7 separate regions of the Mus musculus genome follow, and all the other regions are linked to region 1. Evidence: chromatin contacts called from public HiChIP or PLAC-seq, Micro-C and promoter capture Hi-C data. All regions are on one chromosome and are shown on one strand. Each heading gives the region's core, a stretch centred on a gene start, on an enhancer-like site or on the middle of the called end of the contact. The rest is flanking DNA. Distances are from core to core; before and after follow the strand shown.

Region 1 (4,095 bases), core at 697-3,196:
TGGTTGTGCAGCCATCAGAGGTGAAACCGCCAGAAGTCAAACCTCTCCTGGGCATGGTAGCTAGCTGGTCCTCACACTTCTTGAGTAGACACTGTAGAACTAGCAAGGGAATAGTAGTCACGTTGGGGTCACCCAGGCAGACAGTCTTTCTTTGACTCATCTGTGGGCCAGGGCATTTCTGATCCCCCCCCCCAGCTCCCTTCCCTGGGGTGCTGGGTCTAGATGAGGCTCAGTGAAGGGGACTGTTTGCTCCTGTTCCCTGTTGACTTTAGCCAGTAGCTATGTTTACAAACCCAGGTTGGTTTTCCCAGCACAGTTAATTAGACCAAAGACATCTGGTGTGAGGGCTGGGGAGGGCATCTGCTCAGACAGCCCCCTCCCCAACCTCCCAGCAGCTATGGGCCAGAGCTGGGCGGGGCAGCTTAAACAGGAACAGACCTATAGCGCACACTCCATCAAACCCACCCAAATCTCTCAGGGGGAATCATGGCCTCCTTCAACCTGCCTTTCCCATGACGAATAACTCAGCATGGTCCCCACTTTCTGAGTTTTAGGGGACCAAGAAGTCAGTCAGAGCCAGAAGGCCTACCTCAGTGCGATCACAGGCTGAACTTCCAAAAGAGCTAGCCGCAAGTTTTATTCCCTGTCACAGAGTTCCTCCCTGCGTTGGATAGGAACAGGAGACCTCTTGAGGGAAAACCCCTCCTTCCTAGAAAGCCCCTCAGAAAGGCGGCTCTGGATTCTTTCTCCAGCCCCTAAATTTTACCCCATATGCCGTCGCTCCAGCCGAATCCACGGCACTGCAGGAAGAGAGATAACTTTTTCCTGCCCAGAGCAAAGCAGGAGGGAGCCTGAGGAAGTGAGACGACCTCGGTGGACAGTTTCAGTGCCCTAGGGAAGTGGAGAGCCACGAGGGGGAGGGGCGGCAGCTTATCTCGCAGGAGGGGGGAGCTCACTCCAAACAGCTAATGCACTGGCGTGTGAAAGCCCCTCAATTAGCACTAATGATGCAATCAGGGAGGGAGGAGGAGGGACCAGAAGTTCTGATGGAGTCAGCACTAACACACAGGGCACACACTCACTCCCATCCTAGAGACACAGTAGCCCCTCGGGACATGCGGATGCACACATTCCACAGACAGATGTGCGTGGACACTAATGCACTCGCTGTATACGGTTCCGACCCCCTACTGGCGGGTCAAAGATCGAGGTTCTCGGGGATGGGGATGGAGCTGTGTTGTCGAGATGTGGGGATTCGGGAACCAGGAAAATCAGAAAGTCCTGGTAGAAGACAGTTGAAAAAAAAAAAGAATTCTTCCGAAACCTCCTGATTAACTCTGAGACCACAGTCCCCACCCCTCGCGCTCTCGCAGGTGCGGGGCAGCCTCCCCAGTGCGCCGCCCTTCATCACACCCTGAACCCGGGCTGTCCCAGAGCAGCCTCACCCGCAGAAGGAGGAACCCCTGCGCACTGCACTGCAGCCCCGACTCCCCACCTCCCCCAGGAGGCAGCGTGTACCCCTGAGATCCCCGCACCCGGGCCTTGGCGGCTTGCCCCTTGGAGCCCGTTACCCGCCGGCCTCGCCCCTCCAACTCCCCGCACCAGGTCGGCCAGCTCCGCTTTCGGCCTCCGGGTCCCGTTATCCAGCCTGGCCTCGGGCTTGGAAGCCCTGCGCGCGGCCGCCCCCTCCCCCTCCCCCGCTCCCCAACCCGAGCTCGGGGGGCCGCGCGCCGGGCAGGGCCGGAGCCGCCTCCGCGCCGCTTCCCAGGCCCGGCTGGCCGCGGGAGGAGGTCCCGCTGTCAGTCAGCGGGGAAGGCCGGCCCGGGCGGCCAGAGGGGGCGGCGCCGAGGACTGGCTCGGCCGGGCGCGGGGAGGCGCTGGCGGAGGGGCGGGCGCGGGGGTGGCTCCGGGCCTTATAAGCGGCGGGGGCAGGGCGGGAGGGAGGCAAGTGTCAGGCCGATGTGCCGCCCGCCGGGGGCCGGGGTCGGGGCTGCCCGGGCCATGCGCGCGGGCTGGGCAGGGGGCCGGCGCGGCGCGAAGCCGAGTCGCCTCGGAGCCTGAGCCGCCCGGGGCCGGGGCCGGGGCCGGGGCCGGGGAGCGGCGCGCGGCCGGCCGGGGGGAGGGGAGCGATGCGGCGCCGGCGGGCGGCCGTGGCCGCTGGTTTCTGCGCCTCCTTCCTGCTGGGCTCCGTCCTCAACGTGCTCTTCGCACCGGGCTCGGAGCCTCCGCGGCCAGGCCAGTCCCCGGGGTCCTCGGCAGCCCCGGGCCCGGGCCGTCGCGGGGGCCGTGGGGAGCTGGCCCGGCAGATCCGGGAGCGCTACGAGGAGGTGCAGCGCTATTCCCGCGGGGGGCCGGGGCCGGGAGCGGGCCGGCCAGAGCGGCGGCGCCTGATGGACCTGGCTCCGGGCGGGCCGGGCCTGCAGCGTCCCCGGCCCCCGCGGGTCCGGTCCCCGCCCGACGGCGCTCCGGGCTGGCCCCCTGCTCCCGGCCCGGGCTCCCCCGGCCCGGGCCCGCGCCTAGGCTGCGCCGCGCTCCGCAACGTGTCTGGCGCGCAGTACGTGGGCTCAGGCTACACTAAGGCTGTGTACCGGGTCCGCCTGCCCGGCGGCGCCGCGGTGGCGCTTAAAGCAGTGGACTTCAGCGGCCACGATCTGGGCAGCTGCGTGCGCGAGTTCGGGGCGCGAAGGGGCTGCTATCGCCTGGCGGCCCACAAGCTGCTCAAAGAGATGGTGCTGCTGGAGCGGCTGCGGCACCCCAACGTGCTGCAGGTACGACAGTGGGGTTCCGGGATGAGGGGGCTGGCTGGCCACTCTGAAAGACTCCTTGGTCTTACGGAGTAAATAAGTCTCAGGGCGTCCAAGACTGCCCAGTTGCAGCTAGGTGCAGAACCCAGATTAGGGAACCACACTCAGCACCACCCTGCCGGGGTCTCTCACCCTTTGGGTAGAACCCTGTACCAGCTTAAACGCATCCCGTAAAGACAGAGGCAAGGACCAGAAGGGTCCCAAGCTGGTGATAAGGCAGTGATTAGGAGTTGTGACCACAGAGGACCCTGCTGCTGGCTAAAGCTGGTGGAGTATTATCTCCAGTCATAGTGACCTCAGGTCCAACTCCAACATCCAGCTTCAGTCAGCTCCCAGATGCAGAAATAGGATCCCCCATATTGGTAGAGCCTGAACCATACTTTTTTCAAAGTCCAGCGACACGTCTGGCTTTGGAGGTGATGTTAAGCCTCAGTGGGTATGGGAGGGGCCCAAAAGGAGACCATGGATCTGACTTGATCTTCAGGGAGACCCTCATTTCTCACTGGGCTCACAGGCCATTGAAAGGGATAAAAGAGGCCAGAAAATACACAGCCTTTCCCAGAAGTGACCACAGGCTTCCCTGGGACTTCAAGTGGGTCCAGCTGAACCACAGGGGAAGCCTCAGGATTGTAGGCCAGAAGACTCCAGGTCTGCTAGTATGAATACCACACTCTTGCAAGTGTGCTTAGCCAAGAGGCTAGACGGTTCAAAAAGCTAGATGCATACTTTCCTAGCGAGAAACTCTGTCCTTGTTCATTGGGGGCACAGGCAAGAAGGATGCACCCCCACATCTCGTCCATCCAAGGTTGCATTTAGAACAGACCTTCACAATGCCACCGCCATCCAAACATAAACCCACTTCCCCTCTCTGAGTTCTCTGCCTTGGATAAGACTACTTACTCTCTATGCATATGTGTGAGGTGACTGAAAGGGGACCCCTGACTGCTCTTGGCTGGGTAACATAAGTGTGTGCAACCCCCCCCCCAGCTGTCCATACCACCCACCCACCCTCAGAGTCACTTTTCTATACCCAAAGAGCTGGCCAGAGGCACAGCAGTCCATCTTTTCTTCCCTCAGCACTGAGAAGGGGGCCCCAGGCCTCGAGGGATCTGTGGACCACAGAATAAAGAGGCCACAATACTACTTGTACTCCTAGTGGCTCCAAGTCTCCCTAGAACTAATGCCCCCAGTCCTGGCCATACTCTTGTGACAAGTTCTGTCAAGGTCCCAGGCCCTGCATTTGGTCCCAAACACCCATTGTGTGTGTTTATGTCTGGCTGCATGGCTAACA
Region 2 (4,095 bases), core at 1,348-3,847, 2.7 Mb before region 1:
AAGAACCTCACACATTAGGGAGACTCTGTAAACTCCCTCTTCATATCACTTCTACAGGGAGGTCTCTGCTTCAAATGGAAAACCAACCAACCATGAAGCGATAGAACACAAGCAACACTGATGAACTGGAGACAAAACCCTTTCCAAAGAAAGCAGTCACTCAAAACTCTAGCAGTTGATGGTGAAAATGTATGGCCAGTCCATCTATAATTCAAAACAAACAAACCTCAGAGTTTATGTGATAGTTCTCATTTTAAGAAACTGGTGACTGCCGGGAGGTTGGTGGCGCACGCCTTTAATCCCAGCACTTGGGAGGCAGAGGCAGGCGTATTTCAGAGTTCGAGGCCAGCCTGGCCTACAGAGTGAGTTCCAGGACAGCCAGGGCTATGCAGAGAAACCCTGTCTCGAAAAAAAGAAACTGGTGACTAATTACATACATTGAAAAACAAAACAAAATCCACAATGCCAGCCACACAAAATAGATTTCAGCAAGGACCACCCAAGTGGCAAGTTAGAGTAGTCTGCCAACTTCTACAATGCTCTGTCTACCATTCTAAAGGAGCCTCGAGTGTTATTTTGGAGGTTTCCTTAGAATAGGAGCTATTGCTTTTAAGCCATATACCTCAAACTGGTTCTATGAGAGCTTTTGTACATATAAATCAATTTTTTGTCTTCATCCTGTCCTGTCAAAATACCAAACTTCTAGCATCATGAGGCATTCTTCTCCAATTCTCCAAGCTAAGCAGGCAATTGTGCAGGTAAAGCCAATGTAGAAATGGACTGAAGTCTCATGGAGTCATTAAGGATGCACAACAAGGTGGTCTCTTTGATTTTCTTAGAAAACATACAGAGGTTTGTAAGTAGGGAGACACTTGAGGATAAAGCGCAGGAACCTAAGTCTGAAAGATAAAAGCAAAGTCTTCCAACAAAGCCAACAGTTTCCACATAACATACCAAGAGGGGAAGGGGAGAACAGGGCAGACGAGAAACTGAAAGGTACTGGCCTCTGGGAGTATGAAATACCTTTCAAGACTTTCTGGTAAAATAGAAAGGCTCTGCATAATGGCACAGTAAACGCCAGGTACTCAGTAGTAACAAAACTGCATTTTAGCAAAGATAGCACGAAAATCATCTGAGCAACAAGAAATGGGAGATTAAATTGTAAAACAATTTCTACAGGTAAGGCAAATGAAAACAAAAACCAATCTGGTTGTTTTAAAATCCATTCAAGCACACCTGTTTCAGATGTCTTAGTACAGTATTTACTATGTCACTAAGTGTTGCTGTAGAAGCTGTTAAAATGTAGCAACATTCACGAATAACTTTAACCACTGGCAAACAAAAATCCAAAATGCCTAACCAAAGGACAGACAGTTGCTTTAGAAGCTTTTAAAATGTAGCAACATTTCCAAATAAAAAGATGCAAAACACCAAACCAAATGACGTTCAAAGATTCTCAGACACTTCAAAAGAACCAATCTGAATACAGTGGCATGTGCATCACCGCTGTAATGGGGGAGGGGGTCAAGAAAACGGGGAGTTATGACTGAGGACGAGCACAGCCGAGCAGGCCATGTTCTTGCTGGCAGGCAACCTCGCAATTACTTAGGCAAGCACTGTGGCCAAGGCACTTTCGAGCCAGTGAGAGTACCGGACTCCTAAAACGAGAGGTTGACCGCAGTTCGGAAGATCGAGAAGGTAGGCAATGGCCTTCGTTGACCTCCACGGAAAACCGAGGCTCCTCCAACCCCCGCCTCCGCGCTTGGATGATCCAGACCAACCCTCCCCGACTGTGTGCGGCCTTCCCACGCACCCCGGGCGAGTGTCAACAGCTGGAGCAGCGGACGCGGGGAACCTCGCAGCCCGAGCAGACCTCCCCGAGATCCGAGACCGGGAAGAAAGACGACAGTGGCGCCCCGCCTCCCCACCCTCGCCCAGCCCCGCGCGGACTGCGGCCGGGAAGCGGGTTCCGCGCCCCTACCTTTTTCAGCGCAGGCACCAGCAGCCCCCGCCACTTGGGCGCGTTCTCCTCGCTGAAAAACTCGTAAGGCAGCTGCTGCGCCTGCATGGTGCCCGCGGGGCGCCTCGGGGCGGGCGGAGGGGCGGCGGCTCGCGGCGCGGAGAAGGGCCACAGCCCGTGCACGGCCCGGCCCCCTCGGGGCGCCGCGCGGCCCGGCTAGCGCTGGCGAGGAGTCTGGGGGGCGAGGCCCGCGGCCGGACACCCACCCGACACGCGCGCCGCTCGCCGAGAGCCAACGCAACCCGGCGGCGGCGGCGGCGGCATCCCGCACCACCGCCCCGGGGCAGGCCCCCCGCTCCGCCCCGGGCCGCCCTCCGCCGGGGCTGCGCTCCCCGGCACGGCCTGGCCCGCCGAGAGACGGCGCGTGGATGGACGCTCCGGCCGGTGGCGCCCGCTCGCCAGCGGGGAACTCAAGCGAGAGGCCCAGAACGGGACGAAGCGGGAGCAGGGGTCGGTGGGGAACGGGGAGGGCCCGAGGTCGCTGCCGGGGAATCCGGCCGCTTGGCCGTCGCCGCCGCTGCTGCTACCGCTGCCGCTGCCGCCGCCGGTGTAGCGCCGGAGCTTCCTACTAGCAAACTGAACCTGCTCGCAACTGAGCATGCGCCGCTGGCCCGGGCCGGTTCGCTCCGGGTTTTCCGGCTGCCCGCGGATGAGGAGGGGTGCGCGCCAGAGGCTGGGGAGGGCACTCGCAGAGGCGGGGCTGAAGGACCCTGAAGGCGAACCCGCGACCCGAGAACCTGGGTGTGGGGGCCTGCGAGCAGGCGAAGCGCCCCTTTTGTGTGGTCCCACAGCCCGGGAGCCCATCCAGCTCTAGGAGATCCTAGGCCCTGTGTTTCAGAAAAGGGGTGTGTGTACTTTGTTCCCAGCACGAAGATAAGGAGTGCCCCGAGCATGCACTGTATACTAAACAGATTGCACAAAAGATAGATCCCTCTCACAAAAACAAAACAAAACAAAACAAAAAAAAAAAAAAAACAAAAGGCCCGACTGCTCAGTGTTTGTCTAGTGGGAGGAGAGATTGCCTGTTTCCATCTGCCTTTCCATGCCATGAGGACGTAACGCATACGTGTAGTATTTATTGATCATGTGTCTATTCAAACCCACAAGCTTTTATTTATGGATTTAGTCCATCCTGCTTGGGATCTTTCATAGCTTCAACTGGATAATTAGCTTCTGGAAGGGAGGGATTTCCCCCCAGCCCTCACCTCGCCTTGGTACAGGACCCAGGATAGAGATATGAAAATCACAGAATGCTATAAAAGCAGTATCTATGAATTGTCCGTCCATCCTAAGGATGGACTTGCTTCCTGTAGTGGCACTGTGCAACGCTGTGGCACATGTGCTCTATCATTGAACGCTTTCTTAGTAAAACGTCTTAGTTTTCAGTTTTCATTTCATAGATGAGAAGACAGTTGGAAGAACCATGCTGTTTTGTAGTACAATAAACAAGATCTCACAGATGAAAAATGTTTGAAACCACCATCTTTTAGACTACCTCTTAGGATCTGAATGAAATCTACAAGCCTTTCCTTTTATAATACATGTACAGATTTGCATCTTAAAAAAAAAGAAGTCCCCCTCATTTTGAACGTGTTCAGTAATAGTTTGAAGTCCATCCATTAACCATCAGAGTAGTAAGACAACAGCAGACCTGCTGGTGGGAGGGCTCAGCCAGGAAAGAGCAGGTGCAGCCAAGACTGGGAACCCAAGTTCTGTCTTAGATACCCAAACGCTGGGAGCAGAAAAACTGACTCCCAGAAGTTCGTCTGATCTCTACACATGGCCAATGGCAGGTGCACCACACACAAGATAAATATAATTTTTTAAAGAGAAAGGCAGAGGAATTATAGCTTAGGAAGGACTTAGAAAAGGAATTTCAGAGAACAACTGATATATCAGTTATTTTCAACAACTGGTTTGTGTGGTCTTAAGTGACTGAACCAAATCAACTATTATAGAAAACTATTCCTTGGCTTCTCGTTATTAAAACACATTTCAAGCTGCGAGAAGTGATGCAGCCGCTAATCCCAGCCCTCAGGAGAGAGGTAGATGCAGAGGAGCAAGGCCAATCTCAG
Region 3 (4,095 bases), core at 1,013-3,512, 2.6 Mb before region 1:
TATAATTTTTATAACTAAATAGTAGTTATACAAATAATAATATACATTTATATTTTTTAGTTAGTAATAGTTACAGGCATCTAATTTATAAAGAAAAAGCTTGCTGAATTTGGATTATGTGCTATGAGACATCTGGGATGAAAATGTCTTGGCAAATCAAGAAAGGATTTGTAAGAAGACAACATTTAAATTGGGTCTTGTCGTTCAAATAGGAATTCACCAGGGAAAGACAGAGATGGGCCTCGGCAAAAGAATGAAACTGGAAAGAAGACACCATATTTGAGAGACTGGCTAATAAAACACATGCTGCCTGAAGAGACAATTACCACAGATGGAGCTAGAATAGGCTGGGGTCACACTGTAAAGCAATTCTTGGGTATGGGCCCCTCAGTACTTGGATAATTTTTAGTTTATCAACATCTCTTTGAAAATTAAAACCAAGCACTATTCTGATGCTACATGAACAGTGCATTATAAAGCAAAGCTGTCGGTGTGAATAGGGAGTCAAATATGGTGGTGTGTGGGGCAGCAGACCCTGCCACCAGGCAAAACTGGTAAAGCTGTACCAAAAGCTCAGAACCCCAATAAAACTCATAATTAAGAACGGCAAGAGTCTGAACTAGCTCCCAGTCAGGTTTCTATCCTGGAGCTTGTGACCACAACACCCCACTAGGAGGACCATGACAATCAGTCATGTAGAGACAACATCTCAAGTCCTTCCCCATGCAAATGGGGGTTCCTAACTTCTCAGGCTGAGCCAATGGGAAGATCTACTAGATCCCACCCCACCCCAAAAATGTTTATAAGGTTCTTGTCCACAGGGAATAAAGTGATGAGTTATTTCACCAAAGATCGTCTGAGGGTACCTGTCTTACTGAACTGTAACACTCCAGGGAACAGTTTTCTCTCAGAGTGCATTATGTAAGCACCTGGCCACCTGTCACCAACTCTGGGGGTAGGGTCATTCTAGCCATGCCCAAGCAAGCCCCACGAGATCTTTTATTCCCTAGGCTGGGCTAAGGAGTTTCTGGCTCGCTATGCACCAGTAAACATACCAGCAGGGGTGGGTGGGTTAGGCAGACCTAAGCATTGGCTTGGTTATGTACGATAGACCATGTGGCATACAGCAACCTCATGAGCTGCCAGGATGGAAACATCAGATAGGCTGATAGTAAGAAAGTAAAGCCCCAAAGAGATCAGAAACCACTTAAGACTGACAGTTTACCCTTGTGCCTTATGAATGAAATGGGTAGACTAGCACCATGGCTAATGTATATATTCCTTCTGTTGTTTCTGATACAGTACATATCAATAAATATATATACCCACAGAAATATCAACTGCTGCTCAGTAGCCATGTTTTAAGAGCATAGTTGACTATGCTCTTATTCAAAATGCAGAAGGCAACTGGCTCAATGGTTAAAAGCGCTTGTTCCTAATTGAGAGCATAGGTTCAATTCCCAGCACCCATGTATCAGGTCACAACTGTCTATAATTCCAGCCCCAGGGGATCTATGACCTCTGAGGGCATTGGACACCTATGTGGTACACATACATACATACATACAGGCAAAACACTCAAGCATGTTAAATAATAAAATAAGATTTAAAAATTAAAAAAAGTGAGAGGAGCACTTCCAACTAGAAGTCACTACACTAACATGTTTTAAATTCTCCATGGAACCCAACACCTATCTGCGTCAATGAAACACCATATTCCATTTCCTTTATTAATGCAGGTACGTTGAACAAGTATGTGAAGACCAGAGGACAAACATGGGTGCAAGCCTTGGGGATAAGGTCAACGTCTTTTGAGACAGGGTCTCTCATTGACCTTGAGCTTCCAATTAGACTAGAAAGCCCCAGCGATTCTCCTGCCTCTGAATCCTTATCGCTGAAATTATAAGTTAGCTAACAGGCCTGGTATTTTTTGTCCGTCTCAAGGGCTGGAGTCATTGTGATTGCAAGCCAACTGCGTTATCCTGCCATTCCTGGAGTTCCAGATATATTCTGATTATCAATTCTTTGTTGGATCAATATCTAACAAAGATGTCTCTATCTGCAGGCTGATCTTCACTTATATTATAACTTACAGTCATTTAAATCACTTTAAATTATTCCAAGAACTCAATGTAAACTTTAAAATGTGAAGTCATTACCTTTTCTTTTGTAAGAATAAAAACATCCCAACGAGAAGGGCTGATTTGGCTTTGCTTTCCACAAAGGCCAGGTTGGCTGCCACTTTTAAGTGCTCACTGATGACACAATCAATAATTTATTCATGACGTTTGCTGAGGAAAAAGCTGACATTTGATTTGACTGTAGTTTTTAGAAGTCGTCTTTCTCCCTTTTGTAAGTTAATCATTGATTATCTCTCATCTTCAATGTCCCCTCTATTTGAGAAAGGACATCTACGGACAGTGGATGACAATCACGTCTGCCCAATGTTCAGGGTGAGCTTACGTAAATCTAAAGCTTAGATTCACTGAAGGCGTCGAGCTGCCTTGTAACCACCTACTCACCTGTCATATGCTGCAGCTCCATTGCAGTAATGCTTTTCCTGCCCTATCCAGTATGAAAACAATTCTCCACAGCAGAGAAATGAACTGGAGACCAGTTGTCTGCTGTCTTTCCAATTCACTGCCACTGTCTTCCACTTAAAAGACCACATTCTCTGTTTCATCTTACTTAAATACAGTGTTAATTTACTTTATGCAGTGACTTTCTAGTTTATACAGGCAAAGAAAAAATATGGACCATATATGCTGATACTACTTAAAGATGCTAAAAATGCTTAACATTTATAACACTCCATTTGGTTAAAATCCATTATTATAAAAATAAATAAAGCTTGAATAGTCAGAATGTCTTAGAAAAATGACTCCATCTGCTCGCAAATGTCTCCATTGTGATGATAACTCTCAGTGCAGCAGGTCACCGCTGAACCATCTGTTCAACAGGACTGGGGCTGAGCCAATGGGCCCATTTGACTCAGGTCAACAAATTATATGGGTCTTTGTGGCTAGGCATCTAAATTAAAATAAAAGTAACCACAAGATCAATGTTAAATGATCCAGTATTGATGTCCTGCCTCAATAAATGTTTAGAAGCCTTCTCTTATTTTGTAAAATTTCCTTACTCAAAAATAAATAAATAAATATAAAAAAAATAAAAGTAAATGTGTGCCACTATTTTAATCTCCAGGCTGATGTTTATAAGAATTTATAGGGAAACAATGTTCTAACAACTGTTACATTGATCTCAAAGTCTTATTCCTAAAACATATTTTTTCATCTTCCCACATCCCACAGATTTAACAACAATAAGCTTTGTGTGGTTTATACATTGTTCACAAACACAGGAAAACAAAAGTGTGGTCCTGCTGCTGGAAGAGCACACTCAGCTGCGTCCCCCTGGGAGAGGCCTCGGTCCAGCAATCCCTGCACCACTGCATCCACAAAGTGATTCAACTTCATCCTAAGTCACCAGTGTGCAACTACAAAGGTCAACGAGCACTAGATATTTTCATATGGGCTAATTCACTCAGGCAAATTTGAAATCCTGATTCATTTTTAAATAGATGCTCAAAAGCATAAGGGCAGGTGTCCCACCCAGCGTGCTCTCCCTAGGGACTAGAAAGCGATCCGTTTACTCTAGCATCCCTCAGTACAGCCTCGAGTTCTCCAAAGTCCCAATGCCCTTGCAATCTGAACACACAAGCAGAAAACCGATGAGACCCAAATGAAGTGGAAGGCGTGCCAAGGCATCAGTCTGACGCTCGGGGCCTGATCTCACTGATACCGTGCGGCTGTGTTCACACTGGGGACAGGCGAGGGAAGGATCTACACAAAGAACTCTATTGCCTTCTCCACTCTTCGGTATCTAGTAAGTTTCAAAATCAAAGGTACGCTTCAAAGGTAACTGTAGACTAACAGTGACAACTTTAGTCTTTTTCTGTCTAAAAAAATGTTAGAAGGACCTGGGAGTTAAATTATCCTTGGCTCTAATGGGGTTAAAGGATAAGTCTTTGGTGTTTTTTTTAAAGAGAAACACAAATATTCAGAAAATATGCATTAAACATGCAGCATGCTATTA
Region 4 (4,095 bases), core at 706-3,205, 2.5 Mb before region 1:
TTCCATGACTCCAACTTGGTTCCCAGCACCCATGTCAGACAGCTCTCAACTGCCTGCAACTTCAGCTCCAAGAGATCTGATGCCCTCTTCTGGCCTCCAGGGACATCTCTGTGTGAACACACACACACACACACACACACACACACACACACACACACTTTTAAAAACGAAAGGGAAAATCCTTATCTAATTTCACCTCCCTGGCAGGACTCCCCTAAGTCCCACAGCTAGAAGGTCTATAGGAACCAGGGTCCACATCCAGGATCCCTGTGGCTGCTCAGGTTCCGTCTTTCTCAGCTTCACACTGGTGTCTGTGGCCTTCGGATCATGACCCCTCTACGTGGCTTCGTCCCCTCTCACCATTGCCCTGAGCAAGGCCTTATCATCTTCCAGATCTTGGCTAGAAGCTGCCAGACTGGAGGGGGGACAAACCCAGCCCTCTTGTTCTGTGCTAGCAACCTTTGCCAGACCCTTGACGTCCTCTCTACACAGAATACGACTGGAATGAAGTGAAACTCTGCTGTTTAATGCTGTTCTTGTCCAGGAAAAAAAAAAAAAAAGACTTCAAATAAATCTGGGTCCATTCCTGTCTTTAGTTCATCAACACGTGGCTGCTAAGTTATACACTGGAGTTATGCTCCACACACCTTTGTCAACAGAGGAAAGTGTGGTGCTATGTGATCATTCACAAAAGCCAAGCAGATCACTCACAAAAGACCTGAGGTATTGGCTAACTTACCTTATGCGTTCCATTGAGGCAAGAATAAAAAGCCCATTGCTTTAGCGTGGGCAAAAATAAAGTGAAAACTAAACTTTCCAAGTCATACTCTGGGCATCCTCAGGTGTTCTGGAAAACAGGAGCCCAACTTCAGTTACCATGTAAGTAGATAGGCAACTAAATCAAGACTGCTGCCACCTTTGGCACTATCCGCCTCCCTTCTTGGCAGACTCCGCGAGGCCAAGAGTTTTACTGGCCAGGGAAGAACGATTTATCCTCCCACATTTAGAAGCGATCCCTCTGCAACAGAAACGCTGTCCTGCTAAGGAGCTCTGAATTCTAACCTTGTCAAACCAATACTCTTCCTAGATACTCGACTCTCACACACACACAAGAAAGAAAAAGAAAAGGAAAAATATCTGATTCCTATGTGTCACTGACAAAAACAAACCCCATTATCCAATTCTTTTTGGAGGAAAAAAAAAAAACCTCGAAGTTGCTGTCTTGCCTCCAAAAACCCATCTCTTTTTACAAAACATGACTACTTGGAAAATTACAAGGAACTGACAAGCAGATGTTAAGAGGCTAAAGGCTAAAGCACGGGCAGATGTTAAGAGGCTAAAGGCTAAGCTGTCGATGGAGGCTGCCCAGCGTTAGGACAGATCCAGCAGGCCCGGGCGGACAGTAGCTCCCAGCCACCGGGGCCTATGATCCCAGGTCCCGGAGAGGCACGTAGGTTTGTCAAGCGCCAAGCCCCAGCACCGGGGTTCGTCACACAGACCCTGCCCAGGCAACAAGCGCCCAGCCCCGCTCCGCCCTCCCAGGAACGCAGCGGCTCCGGCCGCAGCCCTTCCCGGGACTGCACGCAGGAGAGCCTGGGAGGGTCAGAGACCCGCGCGTCCCGGGCACAGCTCCGGCGAGGACGCCGAGGGCTGAGGTCCCCACGCCTGCCTCTTTGTTCCGTCCCCCGCGGCGCAGGCCCCGGCTCGGCCGCCCCTGCCCTCACCTTGTAGACGTCGCCGTAGGTGCCGCTGCCGATGCGCTGGATCAGCTCGAAGTCCTCCTGCGGGTTCCGGCGGGACAGATCGAAGCCCGGGTTCATGGCGGGCCCCGGGTGCCCCCCACCTCCCTCCCGGCCCGGGGAGGGGGGGCGCTCACGGGGGCCGCACGGAGGGAGCGCCCGCGGCCGGCCCGGCTCCGCCGCCGGTCACAATCGCCCGGCTGCACGCCGCGGCCGCCGCCGACCACGACGAGCCGCCCGGCGTCCCCGCCCCCCGCCGCCGCGCCGAGCCGGGTCACACCCACCAGGAGAGGAGCGCGCCCGCAGCCCCTCGCTCGGGGTGCAGTTCCAACATGGCTTCCGCCCGCCGCTCCGCTCCGCCCGCCCGCACGCCCTCCCTCCGGTTCCCGGCCCCGCTCGCCACTGCGCAGCCGCCATCCCGGAGGCCGCGCGCTCCCGGCGGGCCCTGCGCGCCCCCGGCTCGCGCGCCCGGTCGGGACACGCCGGACGCGCCAGACTCCGGGTAACAAAGTTGGACTCGCTGCTTGTGGTCCCAGCCCCAGCCCCAGCAGGTAGTAGTTGCCACGCACAAGACGGTATTCCCCAACTTTCTAAGAGCAAGTACATCCGAGAGCCCCGACCCTTTCTTCTAGGTTTAGGGGAGGAGGTCCCCATCAGAAAGGTGAGAAAGACCCTCGGGGGACAGTGACACTTGGGCTCTTGGGGTTGGCTTGACAGGGGTGCAGAGAGAACAAGGGGCGGGGAGAAATCCGTGGAGGGAGTGGGCGGGAAGCAGTGCAGAACCAAAGCCGTGATTGACCTCTGTCCAGGGAGAAGGCTGGATTTTTCAAAGCCCGGGGCGGGGACTACGCAAGCTGTCTGACAACCCTGAGACGAGGGTGGTTGCAGAGGGTGTGGCCTGGACAGGGATCTATTCCCACACCTGAAATGTAAACACGTGACCATCCGGAAGCTACGTAGCCGCGACATTACCTGCCCAGAGCTCCACCCAGCATAAGATCCAGATAACCAGCATTACGTCCAGACTGCTAAAAGTTAGCTAAGAAAGGACTTAGGCAGTGGAAGGGTCAATGTTGAGTTCTTAGTAAACTTAACTACTACCCATTTCCAAAAGCTGTAGCGAGGTCCACTCTGGCGCTCTGTTGGATATTTTGCTTTAAAAATGCTTTTCTAATCTCTTTAGGGACCTAAAGACTAATGTGCCTTAATGTCCAATTCCTTCTCAGAAACTTGGTCTCATCAAACCTTAAAACCTTTCTATCATGTTACTTACAGTAAACTTACCTATTGACTAAATTCCCAAATTGTGTGCTCCAAACCATACGTGGAGTCATCCAAGCACTTTAGTTATCCCAAAGCATCAGATTGTGACAGGGTTGCAATTCTGCCCCAGGAGTGCACGTCACAGGATTAATTGAGGATAAACCTTAAGGCTGTGCTATCCTGAGCTCCTCGGGACGAGGCATGGTTTTCCCCGCTTCCTCCCGGTGGAAGGCACTTGCAGGGGCTGAGGAGCAGGCCTGCCTTCTGCCTGTGCTGTGGGCGGAGAACTGTTTGTCTTCTTTAGGCTAAACAGGCAGATAATTCTGGATTCAGATAAGGAAATGGAAGTCTCTCAAAGCAGGACCTGCTCTGCTTGCTTTCTCTGCCCTTTTGTGCTTTAAAAAAAAAAAAAAAAAAAAAAAGCCAAGTTTCCAGGACTGAAAGCCATTCGGCTTGCACCAGAAAGTTCTAATGGTTTCACTGTTTTGTTTGCTGGGATTATCATCTCTGCAGATAACCGAGTGTTTGCATCACTAATAGGCTTCTTTCAAAGGGAAAAGACATTTCAGTGGGGTTGGAACAGGCTTTCAAGTTTTGTTTGTTCCATTTTGGCAAGGCTTAACTACTTCTTCTCCTTTTTTTTTTTCCCCAGAGAGACAGATTTTCTTGTAAGGGCTCGATTTGCCACATGGGTTAGGCCATAAATAAAAAGGTCTTTTGTAATTAACTGCTCACAAGGAATGAAAATAATTTGTTCCTTTGGGGATCTACCCATACTGGTAAATACAGTGCTCTCTTACCCTTCCCCCAATCTACCTGGCCTCTACTTCCCTACAAGTTAATACTCATGATCAGACACTTGCTTTGAATAAGAGAAAGGACTTCCCGCTTCTGTGATTAGAAACATTCTTAGAAACCGTCTGGGTTTCACTCTTAGATTGACTGTTGCTTGTGTAGAGGCGGTCACCTTATCAGTAGATTAATATGGTGAGTGGAAGTTCACAACATGAAAGAAACAGTATCTTCCAGTACTGAGTGCTTACGAGGAGCCAAGAACTTTCCACATATTATCTCATTTAATTCACAGAGCAGC
Region 5 (4,095 bases), core at 1,124-3,623, 2.4 Mb before region 1:
ACAGGCTAATCTTAGTACTGGTGTCACCTGCTGGGGTCCCCATTAGACACCCTAAAGTTTAAAAGCACTTGTTTACCAATGCCCCAGTCACAGAAAACCCAAATGCCTATGTCTGCAAGATCTCTCTTAGTGGGAAGCGGGGAGTCAGGCAGACTTTTTAAGAAATAAATTTGTGAATTAATTTTAATTGAACGTAAAACGTGTACATACTTCTGGATACCATGTGACCTCTCACTGTATGTATTTGTTATGTGATGTCCAAATCAGGGCAGGCATGTTCATTCACCATGTCTTCTTCCACAAGCATGTAAAGTCACTCTCTCTAGCTTTTGGGGGGACTACACAGTCTACCATCCATACCATCCATAAGTATCCTTGACTAGAAACTCTGATCTTGTTTTTCCCGTCTGGCTGACACCCACTATCCTTTGACCAGCCCTTCCCTATCCCTCCCTCTCTGACTTCCTCCCGTCTCTAGTAACCCGCATTCTGCTCTTGATTTTAGAGAGCACACTTTTAGAATTCACCCATGAATGGGGTTGTGCTGTGTTGTTTTTCTCTGAGCAAGCTTAATGTCCTTCAGGTCCATTAGTACACGCCCCTTGTCACATCCCAAGCCAGACAGGTGCTCCTGACCCTGATACAGAACAATTTTCTCCTAGTCATTACCTTCTCCCATAACTTACTAAATGTCCACAGGGACGATAACAACGAAGGTCATAGGAGGCCATCTCTCTGAACAACTAATGAGCTATTCAGAAAGTCAGCTGTGTTGATTTTTGAATGGCACCAATGGCCCAAGGCAGACACCCCTCACAGCCAGCCTCTCCTGGTGGTGGCAATGGTGGCCTTGAGCACAGACCTTAAATTATGGGGAAGTAACAGATTTTGTTTGTGGGGCTCTGCAATATCATGATAAAGTCTGGTCACCAAATTGTACTATCCTCTCTCTGTAAGTTGCTGTGTTCAAATGGATGAATGTAGCAAAATAATAGCATGTGATGTATGGGCTGACAGCCTAGAGAGACTTAGGGTTAGAACACGTAAGTACATCCTGGCTAGAACTACATGGCTTAGATTTTGTATTGCTCACGATTGACAGCAGTGGTTCTCAACCTGTGGGTGGTGACCCCCATGGCCACATGACTCACTGTATTAAAGGGTTTCAGTATTAGGAAGGTCAAGAGCCACTGGTCCAGAGCCAAAACTTTTTGGAGAAATGAACAGCTCATCAGATCTGCCTTGAGTTTGTCGGGTCCCTGTAGTCCCCAAGGCCAGAAGGTCCACGCTGCAGTGTGTTATATAAGTGGGTGTGGTGGTGGTGGGGTGAAGGTGTGCTGTGCACAGCAGAACTACAGTGTGTTCAGGGCATGCTGGGATCTGCAGAAACATTTTCCAGTAAGGATTCGTGTCAGTTTCAAAGTGCTCAAAACAACCCTAAAAAGAGTGTGGCCAGAAAAGCTATTATTGCTGCCTGAAATCCTTGTTGGAACAAAACGTGAAACAAAAACGAGCGAAATAGAACAAAGCAAGTCATTGTGTAGCGAACCTCACCGTCCAGTGTACCTGGCTGGCATGTGGGTGACTCAGGAAGGTCAGGAACCAGGCTGTGGCAGTTGCTTTAAACCTCTACCTTTCGGTGTGTTTCGGGGGTGGGGGTGCTATGTCCTTGAAGGGAGCGTGGGTGAAGAGCACTCCTGCCTAAAACCGCGTGGGTTTCCCTCCTCCCCCATATCCCTGTCCTGTTTTCTAGAAACAAGTGGATTCATCGGACTCGCCTGCCGATGACCCCCTTCTCTATTTTCTGTTCCCTTCCTTGAGCCTTCCTCCATCCTGGCTCAGGGTGAGCCGACAGGAGGAGCACAGAAGGCGCCGACCTTGGGCATAGAGGCAGAACTGCCCCCCCACCCCCCACCCCCACCCCCACGCCCCCACCCCCCGCTTGAACTAAAGCAGTGGCAAACCCTCTCCTGAAATTTCTTTCTCGCCCTTCATCAAACTTTTGTTGGACCTGGAAAGGAAATGAATTCTAAAGGCAGGAAATGACCCAAAGACCGGAACAATGTGTGCAAATCTAAACTCGTGCTTCCGCCCTTTGGTTACAAAGCATTCTAATCTGTGTCCCAGGAAGCCTAGCCCATTGCCAGATGGAGATCTGTTTTCAGATCGGCTCTTGGCATCTGCCACTCCCAGCTGGTGACATTCGCACGTTTCTGAAAGGCAAACCTGTCCCCACATCTTCAAACTTCTGGAGAGGTGTAGCCCCAGGAAAGTCCTCGAGGCTCTGGCTGACAACGCCAACCATCTGAAGCACTTCATCTGCGGTCGAACTGTTGCTGGACTCCAGCCTAGAACGCCAGCACACGGAGTCTGTTCTCGAAGATCTTCAGCATCTGAAACCAAAGTGTGTCTCTGCTGCCAAAAAAGGCTGGCTCCCTCGCCTGCTTCATAATCCCTTTCTCACCAGGCGTTCCTGAAGAAACCCGATGAGTCAGGGAGGAAGGAAAAAAAAGTGTCTGAAGGAAGCCTGGGGGTGGGTTGGCCTCTACCTCAGCCTCAGAAAGCCCCCCCCCCCTTGTTTGGCAATCCACTAACGCTTAGGGGTTTGATTTTTTACTTTTCCCATCTTCCCTCTTCTGTCAGCTCTCACCTCCAGAGAACCTTCATTTACCATTCCTGTAATTAGCTCTGCAAAAAGCTGGAGGCCCTCGGATGGGGAATTAGTCACTCTTGCAAAGATGGTTAGACTTCACTTTCATCCCCAGGAGCAGGGCGAGAAAAAGCGCCCACTCGGACTTCCAGAAGAGACCATTATTCAATAGCTCCGTTCTGACTCGGGGCTTGTGCTTTTCCCAGGCTTTTTAATTTTTATGGGACTCTGTACATCTGTCTTCCTGAAAAAAGCTAGGAACCAGTTGAAGTCTAAACACCGTGAGGTGGCTTGTGGGATATCTGCTTCTAACAGGTATCCCACTGAGGCTAAGGGCCCCCTCACCCTTCTGTCCCCAGGCAATCAGAAAGTAGGTTTTCTGAGAAAATGTGCTTAACTCTCAGCGTTTCTGAAATGCCAAACAGATTGAAGGATAAAGAGTCTGGCGTGTTTGTTGACATCTGGCTTATAGATAAGCTACTGAGAGAAAGAAGGGAGAGAGTCAACGGGGGTCTGGTGAGAATGGGACCCAAGTAGGCGCCGCTCTTCTGGCGCTCGGCACCTGTCCTGGAGTGCAAAGCCACTCTGCGCCACTCTCTCAAATTGTGTTGTGTATTATGAAAGAGGTTTTTAAAATGTTTTGATAAGCCGGGATTTATTCTTGGAAAGGGAATATGGGCCCTGTTACAAGATAGGAGCTTAATGTCAGTGCAGGTCGTATCAACTGTGTGTGGCTGTGAGCAGAGTCACGAAAAGCTTGGCGAACTCCCAAGGTGGCTTGGAGCAAACTCGCCCTTTCTTTCCTTTGCCTGTAGACAATGAGCCCAGGACAAAGCCAGACCTAAGGAGATCATCTTCCCTACTATGGACATCAGACAAACAAGATAAATAGTTTGCGTTCTTATGATGACAATGGTGATAAGAGAAGCTACTGAGCCCAAAGAAAACAAAAATGGATTCTGATTGCAAGCTATGTTTATAAGACACGTGCCCCCCCCCCCCAACAGAACAAACCAAAACAGAACAAACCCACAAACCAACCATGCTGTCAGAGTCATGTAACTTGACCCTGAACTTAGTTAGGGCACATGAAATAAATACAGTTTATTTCAGTTTATTTATTTATTTCTGGACAGAAAACTCCAGATTAGGTTAATGTACAGTTGAGGGCCGTTAACAATTAGCAAGAAAGGCACCAGATTTAACTTATTTTTGTACTGCTTCCAGCCTTGATTATCTGTTAAAAATTTGACATAGTTAAGTACAGTTAGATTGTTTTAATACGTAAGAGAGACATAGAATCTATTATGTGCTCTTTGCTCCTTAATTGGAATGTGTAGCCATCGAGGGTCTCATCTTTTGTGTTCACAGAATGACAAGCAGTGATACAATTTATGATCTGTACCATGATGGCCAAGCTTGTGTTTTGCTTAACTGCAGGCGTT
Region 6 (4,095 bases), core at 948-3,447, 2.4 Mb after region 1:
CATCCTTTCTCAAATACAGGCCTAGAGTTCTAGTTGCCTGGAAGGTTGACCTTCCAGAAAGTGTGAGGCCACCTGGGGAGAAGTGCCAGGCCTCCTGGGGAGACCAGAGCAAAGGAATTTGAGGGGGGAGTGGAAAGCTGACCCTCCCCTGTGTACCAGCCCTTCTGACGTTCTAACACTAGTCCAGATGCACCTTTAAGGAGCTGGGCTGGTTAATTGATTTACAGCTGGCCCTGTGGGGGAAAGTTCGTGGTACCCACGGGTGAGCTAGACCTAGTGGCTGTAAAATCCACTTCCCTACTTTCCCACTCACACAACCATTTTTAGCTTGCATACTCCAAGTAGCTGGCTTCTTTCTCCAGGGGCTAGATCACCGTGTAGCCAGCTAGACTGGGTTTGTGCCCACCCTCCTGGGCCCGGTGGTGGGAGGTGTTCAGGTCCTAGACGGAGCCAAACCCCTCTTGTTTGAGGATGTGGGGGGTGGAAGGGCCTTTAGCGGGCGGCGGGGCTCATTAGGCAGAGCGGGGTGCCGAGAGGTGCGCGCTGCCGGCCCCAGAGGCCGCCTTTGAGCCGTCGGGGCGGCTTCATTAAGCAGCGCTAACAAGGCGTACAAATGCCGGGCCCAGCAGCTTTTTTGCAATGGTGGGGCCTTAGCAGGGCGCCAGGCTAATGAGGGTCACTCAAAGGGGCTGATCAAATATTCAAATTTCCCCTCACGCCGGGAACTTTTATGCACCAGGAAAGTTGAGGCAACTGAGCTGTGTTTACTGTCCAGAAGGACAATTACGTGGAAGCCTGGTGCCCGGAGGCTAAAAAAGGGAGGGGATATAAGGGGGAGGGAGCAGTTGTTGTTGTTGTTTTTGTTGTTGTTGTTGTTGTTGTTCAAAGGAAAGTAATCGGAGTCCCTGAAGGGCTTCGGGGCCTCTCCGCCTGAGTACTGCGCTCCCCTGCGCCCTCCCTGGCGGTCTGCTCCAAGCTCCTTCGTTTGCAGCTTGCGGGGAGGCCCAGACCACCCGCTACCCAGCAATCTCTCTGTCTTCCAATGTCCTAGAGCCCGGAAGAGGCGTTGCCCCCAGGACAAACCTTCCTGACCGTTTGGGTCGGCTGTTCCGGGTTGAGCATGGGTGAACTGGGTGTAGCTGTCCCAGGCCTTCTGGGACTCGCTTTCCTGGGCTTTCCCTGTAGCCCCAAACAAGGAGGAAGTGTGCTTCCCGCAAAGTCCTCTGACTGTATGAGACGTTATCAAGGCTGGGTTGCAGCTGATATTTGTAAATAAATGCCCCGCAGAGCAGGACTGAACACTCCCCAATTCAAATGCTGCATTTCTCCCCGCAGATCCGGTAGGCCAGGGTTGAAGGGTGGCGACAGATTTATCTGTGCAGGTGACCTCTGTGGGTACCAATGCCATAGATCCACCAAGTCCCCAGTCCTTGAGTCTGAGAGGAGAGAGAGAGAGAGAGAGAGAGAGAGAGAGAGAGAGAGAGAGAGAAGAGATCTAGAGGCCCTACAAGCCAATCCCCTAGGGTTTTGTGGCTCTGAGAGTATCGGAGTGCAGGCGGTGCTCAGCATCCCACCCACTCTGGAAGTGCCCTGGGCTCCATTCCGAGCCCTCGCTTTACCCACCCCAGATCAGGGAGCAAAGCAGCCTGGGTCCTTTGCACCAGCTCCTCTCACCAATGCTCAGCGAATGGGATTTTGGGGAGACTCCAGAGGTTCACAGACACCCTCTCCAAAAATGCACACACCCAAACCTTTTAGATCAAGACCCTGCGGAGCCTCGGCGGGATCCAGTCCTACAAAACGCATCAGGAACCACCCGCCCCGCCTCCCTGCTCAGCTTTCAGGACTCTCAACTTACCGGCTTCGGGAGGCAGCATAGGGCTTCCGGCCTGGGCTGGAGAAGCGCAGGCAGCGTTGTGGCCAGGAGGTGGGCTCAGAGGGCGGCGCAGAGCCTTGCTTGGGGAGAGGCTCTCGGACAGTCGGGGTTGCTGCGGGCCCGAGCCGGGTAGGGTCGCGCTCAGAGCTGTGCGCCCTGCCTGCGCCCTCCTCCCGGCTTAGCGCTTACAAGGCGCGGCCGCCAGAGAACTGCAGAGCCCCGCGGGTCCACCGGAGACCAGGCACTGGAGGGAGTATAGGGCTGGCCCCGAGCAGCATCTGTGATCCTTTTGCCTCAGTTCTTCATGAGTGGCGAGGGTTTTCGATTTCAGCGCTGTCGGCACAGCCCTCGGCACCTGCCCAGCCTCCCTCCAGGCCTGGATCCCCCCCACTCGGAGGCGGGGGGTTGCGGGGATTGGGAGGGACTGGCCGGGTTCACCCGCCCGCCTGGCGCCTGGGTCCCCGGCTCCGGGGGATGCAGTTTCGGGGTCACGAGCTGCTTTCAAAAAGTTGAACACAATATTCGGAAACCCACCCGTAGGAATTCTCCCCCTCCACACGCGGCACAATACCCACTCCCCTCCCCCTTTTCATTCCTTCCTCCCCCTGCTTCCTCCTCCTGCCCCTTCTCCCTCCCACCTTTCAGTCTATAATCCTTCCCCCTACAAGAGAAAGGGGTCCGGAAGAAAAGATGAAGTGTCTGTTTTTGTGTCCCAACCTTTGGGCTCTTTCTGGGCCCGCAAAGAGCGACCGCCCAGAGCCTTGCAGTTGAGCGGAAAAGCACTCCTGGTGCAGATGAAGATGTTTGGAGAGAGAGAGAGACCGCCAAAAGTGGGGCTCGACGGATCTACCTTTTAGGGTGAACATTATTCTGCCCTGGTCAGCGAGTTTAGGCCCCTGAGCTGCCCCCTGCTAAAGAGCCAGTATAGTCCCCTAGCCTAACCCAAACATTCGGTGTCACCCTCAAACCGAGTTTGCACTCCTCGGCCCTTTAAAACCTGGCACTGTCGGATCAAGGCCTAAGAAAGATCCGAGCTTGAGATTTAGGGCCTGCGACCATTTTGGCTCCAGCCTCCAGTTGGGTTCACGTTTAAATTCTCCCACAACTTCTTTTTTTCCACTTCTCCCTCATTGAGCTCTCCTGAGTGGTGTGTACCCGGCGCCGCGCCCCCAGATCTGCATCGGAATGTAGAAAAGATCTTTTTAAAAAAAGTTTTGAATTCCTCAATGATTTTTCTTCTGGAAAGGCAGCTTAGGATAATTATTTCAGCTTTATTGAGGGCAGATTAGTTGAAGTCTGGGCGCTGCGTTTCAATACGCGTTGTACATGGGCCGACAATGTGGGCATTGTTAGCTACTGTGTGTGAATCCATTCAACATATACACTTTTTAACACCAGTCCGAATCCTGTCTAAATATACACAGTGCGTAGGGAAAGATGTCTCTGACCCGGACAAATCTGCGTAAATCACACTTCCATAGTTACAGAAGCCTCACAAAGGGAGGCCGGCCTCAAGATGCAGATTACAACTTCTCACAAGCAACATACCTAAGAATAAATAAATGCCCGGGCCTGGCCCAGAGGCTGTGGTAGCCGCAGGCAGGAAAGACACTCTGAGTTCTTTGGACAAGGGGAGTCTGTTTCAGGGTTATGATATTGCTTTATGTATGGAGAATTTTGGCTTTAATTATGTATTGTAGTTATTTACATTATGAGCTTTCAGGCCTTGGGCGCTTACTCAGGGTGGCCTCTAAAGTTTCTGTATCTTTTGGGGGATGTTGGGCATGACAGGGGTTGTACCCATGGTAGGAAAAGTGGGCATCCTCCCCTAGGTCCAGAGTCCCTAGGTTTCTGGCCTCCTGTTGCTAGTCTACCACTGTGGGAGACAGCTGAAGTCTGGGGGGTGGGGGAACAAAGAGTGGAGTTGATTTTGAAGACAGAGAAAGTGTAATGTCTCCACTGTTATAAAATGCATAGTGATGGAAAACTTCACCAATGCTTGGCTGGGAGCAGAACTGTGCAATGGTGTGGAAAGAGTTGGGAAATGTAGTCCAAGGGCACTGACTGGCCAGGAAAGCCTCATAGCCTCCTGCTTGTTAATCTTAGCCCTGGCTTCAACTCCCTATGTACCATATTCTGTCTCCCAGATCTAGGCTCCCCCAGCAGCTTGCTACGGTGACTATGCAGTGAGCCTCGTCATCTCTCCTCTTTCTTCCTGA
Region 7 (4,095 bases), core at 611-3,110, 2.4 Mb before region 1:
TATTGAAACTGAGGAATGAGGAATGAGAAGCTGTGTTGGGTAATATGTGGAAGATGGTCATGGCTTAAAGGCTTGATCCCCAGGGGTCAATGCCAGAGGTGTTGAGGATTTTCAGGAAGTCCAGCTTTATGAGAGAGGCTCAAGTTGGTGGGAGTTGTGCTTTTGAGAGGGAGGTGGGACCTAGTGGTGCGCTCATATCCCTGGTCTTGGCTTGTGATATAGATAGTTTGCTTTGGATGTCCTTCTGTCATGAAATGACATCATTCCCAGACATATTGACATTATTCACAAGTCAATCGGGCCACCTGACCTTGGACTGGATCTTAGCTATGTATATACAGTGGTCTTAACTAGGATGAAACACCAAGCTTAAAGCAAATTGGGAAAGAAAGTGTTTATTTGACTTATAAGGAAGTCAGGACAGGAAGCTGGAGGCAGGAATGGATGCAGAAACCATGGAGGAGTGTTGTTTACTGTCTTTTTCTCCATGGCTTGATCAGTTTGCTCTCTTATAGAACCCAAGACCACCAACCTAGGGGTGACTCCACCCAAAATGGATCAGGCCCTTTCCATTCATCACTAATTAAAAAAAAAAAAACTATAGCTTTGCCTACAACCTGCTTTTAAGGAGGCATTTTCTCAGGGCCTCCACAGAGGTTCCTTCTTCTCAGAAGACGATAGCTTCTGTCAAGCTGACATCAAACAAGCCCACAGGCTCTCAACTTTCCTGGGCCTGTGACCCTTTAACACAGTTCCTCATATTGTGGTGACCCCTCAACCACAAAATTATTTTTGTTGCTACTTTGTAACTGTAGTTTTGCTAGTTGTATGAGTTGCAATGTAAATAGTTGATACACAGGATATCTGATATGCAACCCCCAAAGAGGCTGTGACCCACGGGTTGAGAACCATTGCTCTATGATGGTTAGTGATAGACACACAGGGGAACCGGTTACGGCTTCCTTCTTTGCAGGGTACTGCCAGACAAGATTCAGGAATCCATCACCAAAGATCAGCCTCGGAGGACATGTTGCTTTGATAGCAGAGATCTCAGGATGAGTGATTGCAATTAGCACTTGTTGCTATTTCATACATCCATATAGCTCCAATCTGTGAGTCGAATGATTTGTTCTCTAACGCTGGCTTAGTGTCGCTGTATTGATCTCTCCAACAGTGGTCCAGGAGTGGCTCCCTATGGGCTCTGATACCTTGGGTTTAGGAAGCCTCTGTATTTCACTCACTGACCGGTCGTGGCGCTGCTCTACCCTAAGGAAGAGTTCCATGTGGAGGCCTTGGGCTTGAAAGCAGCTTGCGTTTCTGAGCCCAGACCTTGAGAAGTGCAACTGGGTTCCCAGTGCCAATGTGGAAAGAGCAGCTGCAAAGCAACGAATAGAGAGCAGAGAGAATCTCCTAGGAGGAGAAGGGTGTGGCCCTTAAACACATTTTAGGATTACAGATAAGATTTCTATATCTGGGACTCAGGATGCTGACCCCAGAGCGCTACCGTGATGGGTCCCCTTGCTAATGGAGCTGCAGTTGTAATTGGAGCAACAGGCGCAGGCTGGCAAGGATGCTCTTTGTACTCTGTTTCACTGGTAGGAGTCTACTGTTCTTTGCCCTTGCTGGGTGAGTGGCCAGTGGGATTTAATGATGTGTCACACAGAGTTGTGCCTCAACCCTGGGAAAAGCATTTCAAGAAAATGCTCATCGGCCTTCGGGATCCTTGGACCATTAATATTCTTAATAGTGACAATAAAAGCTGAAGGAACTCTGGTCTCAGCAAGGGTTTCTAGGAGCAGCACAGTAATGAGCCAGCACAGCCCTGCCTGGGTGGTAGGGCCTCCGGGCTCGTGATCCGCCCCTGGCTGGCTGGCTCTCCTTGGTTTTTCCATTTTACCCCACTTCCTGGGCTCTGGTGGAAAGTGCAGAGAACACTCTCTGTGACCTGATACGTACGTCTTGTCAAACAACGATGTGGGAGTGCAGACGGCAGCCAGAGTTGGAAGAGAAGAAGAGAAGAGAAGGCATGTGTGTGTGTGTGTGTGTGTGTGTGTTACATTTCGCCAACAGAAATTACTTCATAACAAGCAGTGACAGAATGTCTGCCCGTGGAGCTCTGCAGAGAGAAGGAAAATTTATTTGGCGTTTGGTTTTTATTTTTTTATTTTTTTCAGCGAGCACAGGCCATTTGAAAGGAGTTGAGAGAAAGAAGAAAAGGAAAGAAATTTAAAGTGCCAAGAATAATCTATGTAGCACTCCCTCCCTCTTCCTGTTCATGTGAAAAGATCTTTCTATTGGGGTAACTCACACCAACCACATCTGGTTTTTCTCCCTGCCTTTTCTGGGCTTCCTGCCCCACCCCCACTCCTGCTTCCCACCCGAGCAATTGTCTAAAGCCCTAGGCAAACCCCAGTACATTGTTGGCCCCCAGAGGCCTCGAGACAATGTACGGTCTCTTTCCCACTCTACATGTGTCTCCCCCCGCCCCCACTTAAGACTGGCTGTCTGACCTTTGTATCTGCCTTATCTCGGCGACCTTGTGAAACATTTGCATCTAAGAATAACCTAGCATGTTATAAACAAATAGACCCAACTCCTGGGAAAGCCTCCCGGGAAGGTCCTTCCTCATTCCTGCCAGGAAACCCAAGCTGGGATGGGAGTCGGCAATAGAACGTGATTTTAGGGTCCCTGGCTGCGTTCAATTTCCCCTCCTGGAGCTTTTCGCTAGAATCTGGCTTCCCTTGACATTTCTCTCAATTTTCAAGGACACCTGGGCCATGGCCAGATATGGGCACCTTGGTTAGGTCACCTGGGCCATGGCCAGAGATGGGCACCCTGATGAGGTCTGGAAGCACAGCAGAGAGTGTGGGTACCCCCTCCAGTCCTGGAGAGCAGAGTTTCTGGGTGGGGTAGGAGAACTATGAATCCCGAGGGATTTGAGGGCACAGTTTTTGTTTTAATTTTAATTTTTTTTTATCTACAACTCTAGCTTCTGTGTTTCTCCTCTTCCTCTTCCTCCTCTGCCTTCTTCCTCTTCCCCTTCTTCCTTCTCTTCTTTGCTCCTTTCATCTTGGAGATCAGTTCTCAAAAGTTGGCCTTGAGCTTAATATGTAGCCAAGCATGCCCTTGAACTTCTGATCTTCCTATATCCTGCTGGGATTACAGGAATGTGCAACCATGAACAGGTTCCTGTAGTGCTGGGGATGGAGTCCAGGGTTTCGTGCTAGGCAAGCATTCTGCCACCAGAACTATGCTCCCAGCTCTTCCCCATTCTCCTTGGCATACGGTAATCTCCGACTCTGAAGCAGAGGCGACAGTAGGAAGAGTGTGCATGCTTATTTGCCTATGATTCTGCCCCCAAATTCAGGGCCGTGACCATTTCTATTCATCACCTTATTAAAGACGCATGTTTCTAGTGTTTTCTAGGGCTCATGCCCACTGCTAGGGAACTCTTTATGGATGGCTAACTTTCTAGAAGATTCAGTGGTGATATCTTTATTTCTGTCTTGAGTGGGTTTCGCACTTCCCATCTTGGCTCTGCATTTGTTGAATAGGGCCATGGGTTACGGGGGGCTCTCTCGCGACCTTGGAAGCGTCCTTTAGATTTTAATAGCTTTCTTGTTGTTTGTAAATTGAGTCTCTTTAAGATGATCTGAAACTGACTTGGTGAAAAAGGTTTGCAGCGTGTAGCCTTTTAAAAGCACGCTGAAGGGCTGGAGGGGTAGCTCAGTGGCGAAGATCGAAGATCAATTGCTGTGCTTCAGAGCATTCAATTCCCAGCACCCACGTGGTGACTCACAGCTGTCTGTAACTCTAGTTCCAGGAGGTCCAGTGCTGTCTTCTGTCTTCTGTGAGCGACGCAGACGCAGACGCAGACGCAGACGCAGACGCAGACGCAGACGCAGACGCAGACGCAGACACACACAGACACACACAGACACACACAGACACACACAGACACACAGTGCGCATACATACATTCAGGCACTATACTCACACCCATAAAATATAAATAAATTCAAAATTTAAAAAGTATGCTAAATGAGTATAAGTACAAGCTGCTTTGAGAAACAAGCAACTCCCTATCTACTTATG

The links. Promoter capture Hi-C pulls out the DNA fragments that hold promoters and counts their contacts. Hi-C and Micro-C count contacts between places; a contact is called where the count stands out from the background. HiChIP or PLAC-seq counts read pairs in DNA pulled down with a chosen protein or histone mark.
Region 2: a promoter capture Hi-C map of liver shows a contact between it and region 1, with 3 times the contacts expected there. The contact joins the promoter of Sos1 here to the promoter of Pkdcc in region 1. A contact is called at or near these places in 3 of 39 promoter capture datasets (the C10 cell line, cranial neural crest and liver), 1 of 484 Hi-C or Micro-C datasets (embryonic stem cells) and 3 of 115 datasets of contacts at active chromatin or transcription factors (astrocytes, embryonic stem cells and forebrain).
Region 3: a contact with region 1 is called in a promoter capture Hi-C map of liver, with 4 times the contacts expected there. The contact joins the enhancer-like site here to the promoter of Pkdcc in region 1. A contact is called at or near these places in 6 of 39 promoter capture datasets (the 3T3-L1 cell line, hippocampal neurons, liver and 1 more).
Region 4: an H3K4me3 HiChIP or PLAC-seq map of embryonic stem cells shows a contact between it and region 1, with 6 read pairs. The contact joins the promoter of Map4k3 here to the promoter of Pkdcc in region 1. A contact is called at or near these places in 5 of 39 promoter capture datasets (the SN4741 cell line, cranial neural crest, embryonic stem cells and 2 more), 1 of 484 Hi-C or Micro-C datasets (embryonic stem cells), 6 of 115 datasets of contacts at active chromatin or transcription factors (embryonic forebrain, embryonic stem cells, epiblast stem cells and 1 more) and 1 of 9 other capture datasets (embryonic stem cells).
Region 5: a promoter capture Hi-C map of liver shows a contact between it and region 1, with 4 times the contacts expected there. The contact joins the enhancer-like site here to the promoter of Pkdcc in region 1. A contact is called at or near these places in 6 of 39 promoter capture datasets (the C10 cell line, hippocampal neurons, liver and 2 more) and 1 of 115 datasets of contacts at active chromatin or transcription factors (stem cell-derived neural progenitor cells).
Region 6: a contact with region 1 is called in a Micro-C map of embryonic stem cells, with 9 times the contacts expected there. The contact joins the promoter of Six3os1 here to the promoter of Pkdcc in region 1. A contact is called at or near these places in 1 of 39 promoter capture datasets (pre-B cells), 3 of 484 Hi-C or Micro-C datasets (all in embryonic stem cells) and 3 of 115 datasets of contacts at active chromatin or transcription factors (all in embryonic stem cells).
Region 7: a promoter capture Hi-C map of cranial neural crest shows a contact between it and region 1. The contact joins the enhancer-like site here to the promoter of Pkdcc in region 1. A contact is called at or near these places in 4 of 39 promoter capture datasets (the SN4741 cell line, cranial neural crest, hippocampal neurons and 1 more), 2 of 115 datasets of contacts at active chromatin or transcription factors (embryonic stem cells and stem cell-derived neural progenitor cells) and 1 of 9 other capture datasets (embryonic stem cells).

What each region holds. Positions count from the first base shown.
Region 1 is chr17:83,213,337-83,217,431 of GRCm38.p6, forward strand. It overlaps Pkdcc (protein kinase domain containing, cytoplasmic), which reads left to right and starts at 1,947. Exons shown (of 7, transcript NM_134117.2): 1 at 1,947-2,768. The coding sequence starts at 2,130. Gm34686 (a long non-coding RNA gene) reads right to left here and starts at 1,798. Exons shown (of 3, transcript XR_001782234.2): 1 at 1-1,798.
Region 2 is chr17:80,477,856-80,481,950 of GRCm38.p6, forward strand. It overlaps Sos1 (SOS Ras/Rac guanine nucleotide exchange factor 1), which reads right to left and starts at 2,598. Exons shown (of 22, transcript NM_009231.2): 1 at 1,982-2,598. The coding sequence starts at 2,068.
Region 3 is chr17:80,657,484-80,661,578 of GRCm38.p6, forward strand. All of the region lies in intron 3 of Map4k3 (mitogen-activated protein kinase kinase kinase kinase 3), which reads right to left. Among named protein-coding and RNA genes, the nearest start is that of Map4k3, 68 kb to the right of the region's middle. Within about 2 kb of position 2,263, at least 7 of the 459 cell types and tissues checked have an H3K27ac peak or open chromatin away from gene starts, as enhancers often do. A contact at or near this core is called in liver, where this site is marked.
Region 4 is chr17:80,726,070-80,730,164 of GRCm38.p6, forward strand. Map4k3 (mitogen-activated protein kinase kinase kinase kinase 3) reads right to left here and starts at 1,956. Exons shown (of 34, transcript NM_001290345.1): 1 at 1,725-1,956. The coding sequence starts at 1,820. It also overlaps the pseudogene Gm9959.
Region 5 is chr17:80,799,433-80,803,527 of GRCm38.p6, forward strand. No RefSeq gene overlaps it. Among named protein-coding and RNA genes, the nearest start is that of Gm33596, 8.0 kb to the right of the region's middle. Within about 2 kb of position 2,374, at least 162 of the 459 cell types and tissues checked have an H3K27ac peak or open chromatin away from gene starts, as enhancers often do. A contact at or near this core is called in hippocampal neurons and liver, where this site is marked.
Region 6 is chr17:85,616,199-85,620,293 of GRCm38.p6, forward strand. It overlaps Six3os1 (SIX homeobox 3, opposite strand 1), which reads right to left and starts at 2,198. Exons shown (of 4, transcript NR_038085.1): 1 at 1,859-2,198. It also overlaps a transcript of Six3 not described here.
Region 7 is chr17:80,823,756-80,827,850 of GRCm38.p6, forward strand. No RefSeq gene overlaps it. Among named protein-coding and RNA genes, the nearest start is that of Gm33596, 16 kb to the left of the region's middle. Within about 2 kb of position 1,861, at least 65 of the 459 cell types and tissues checked have an H3K27ac peak or open chromatin away from gene starts, as enhancers often do.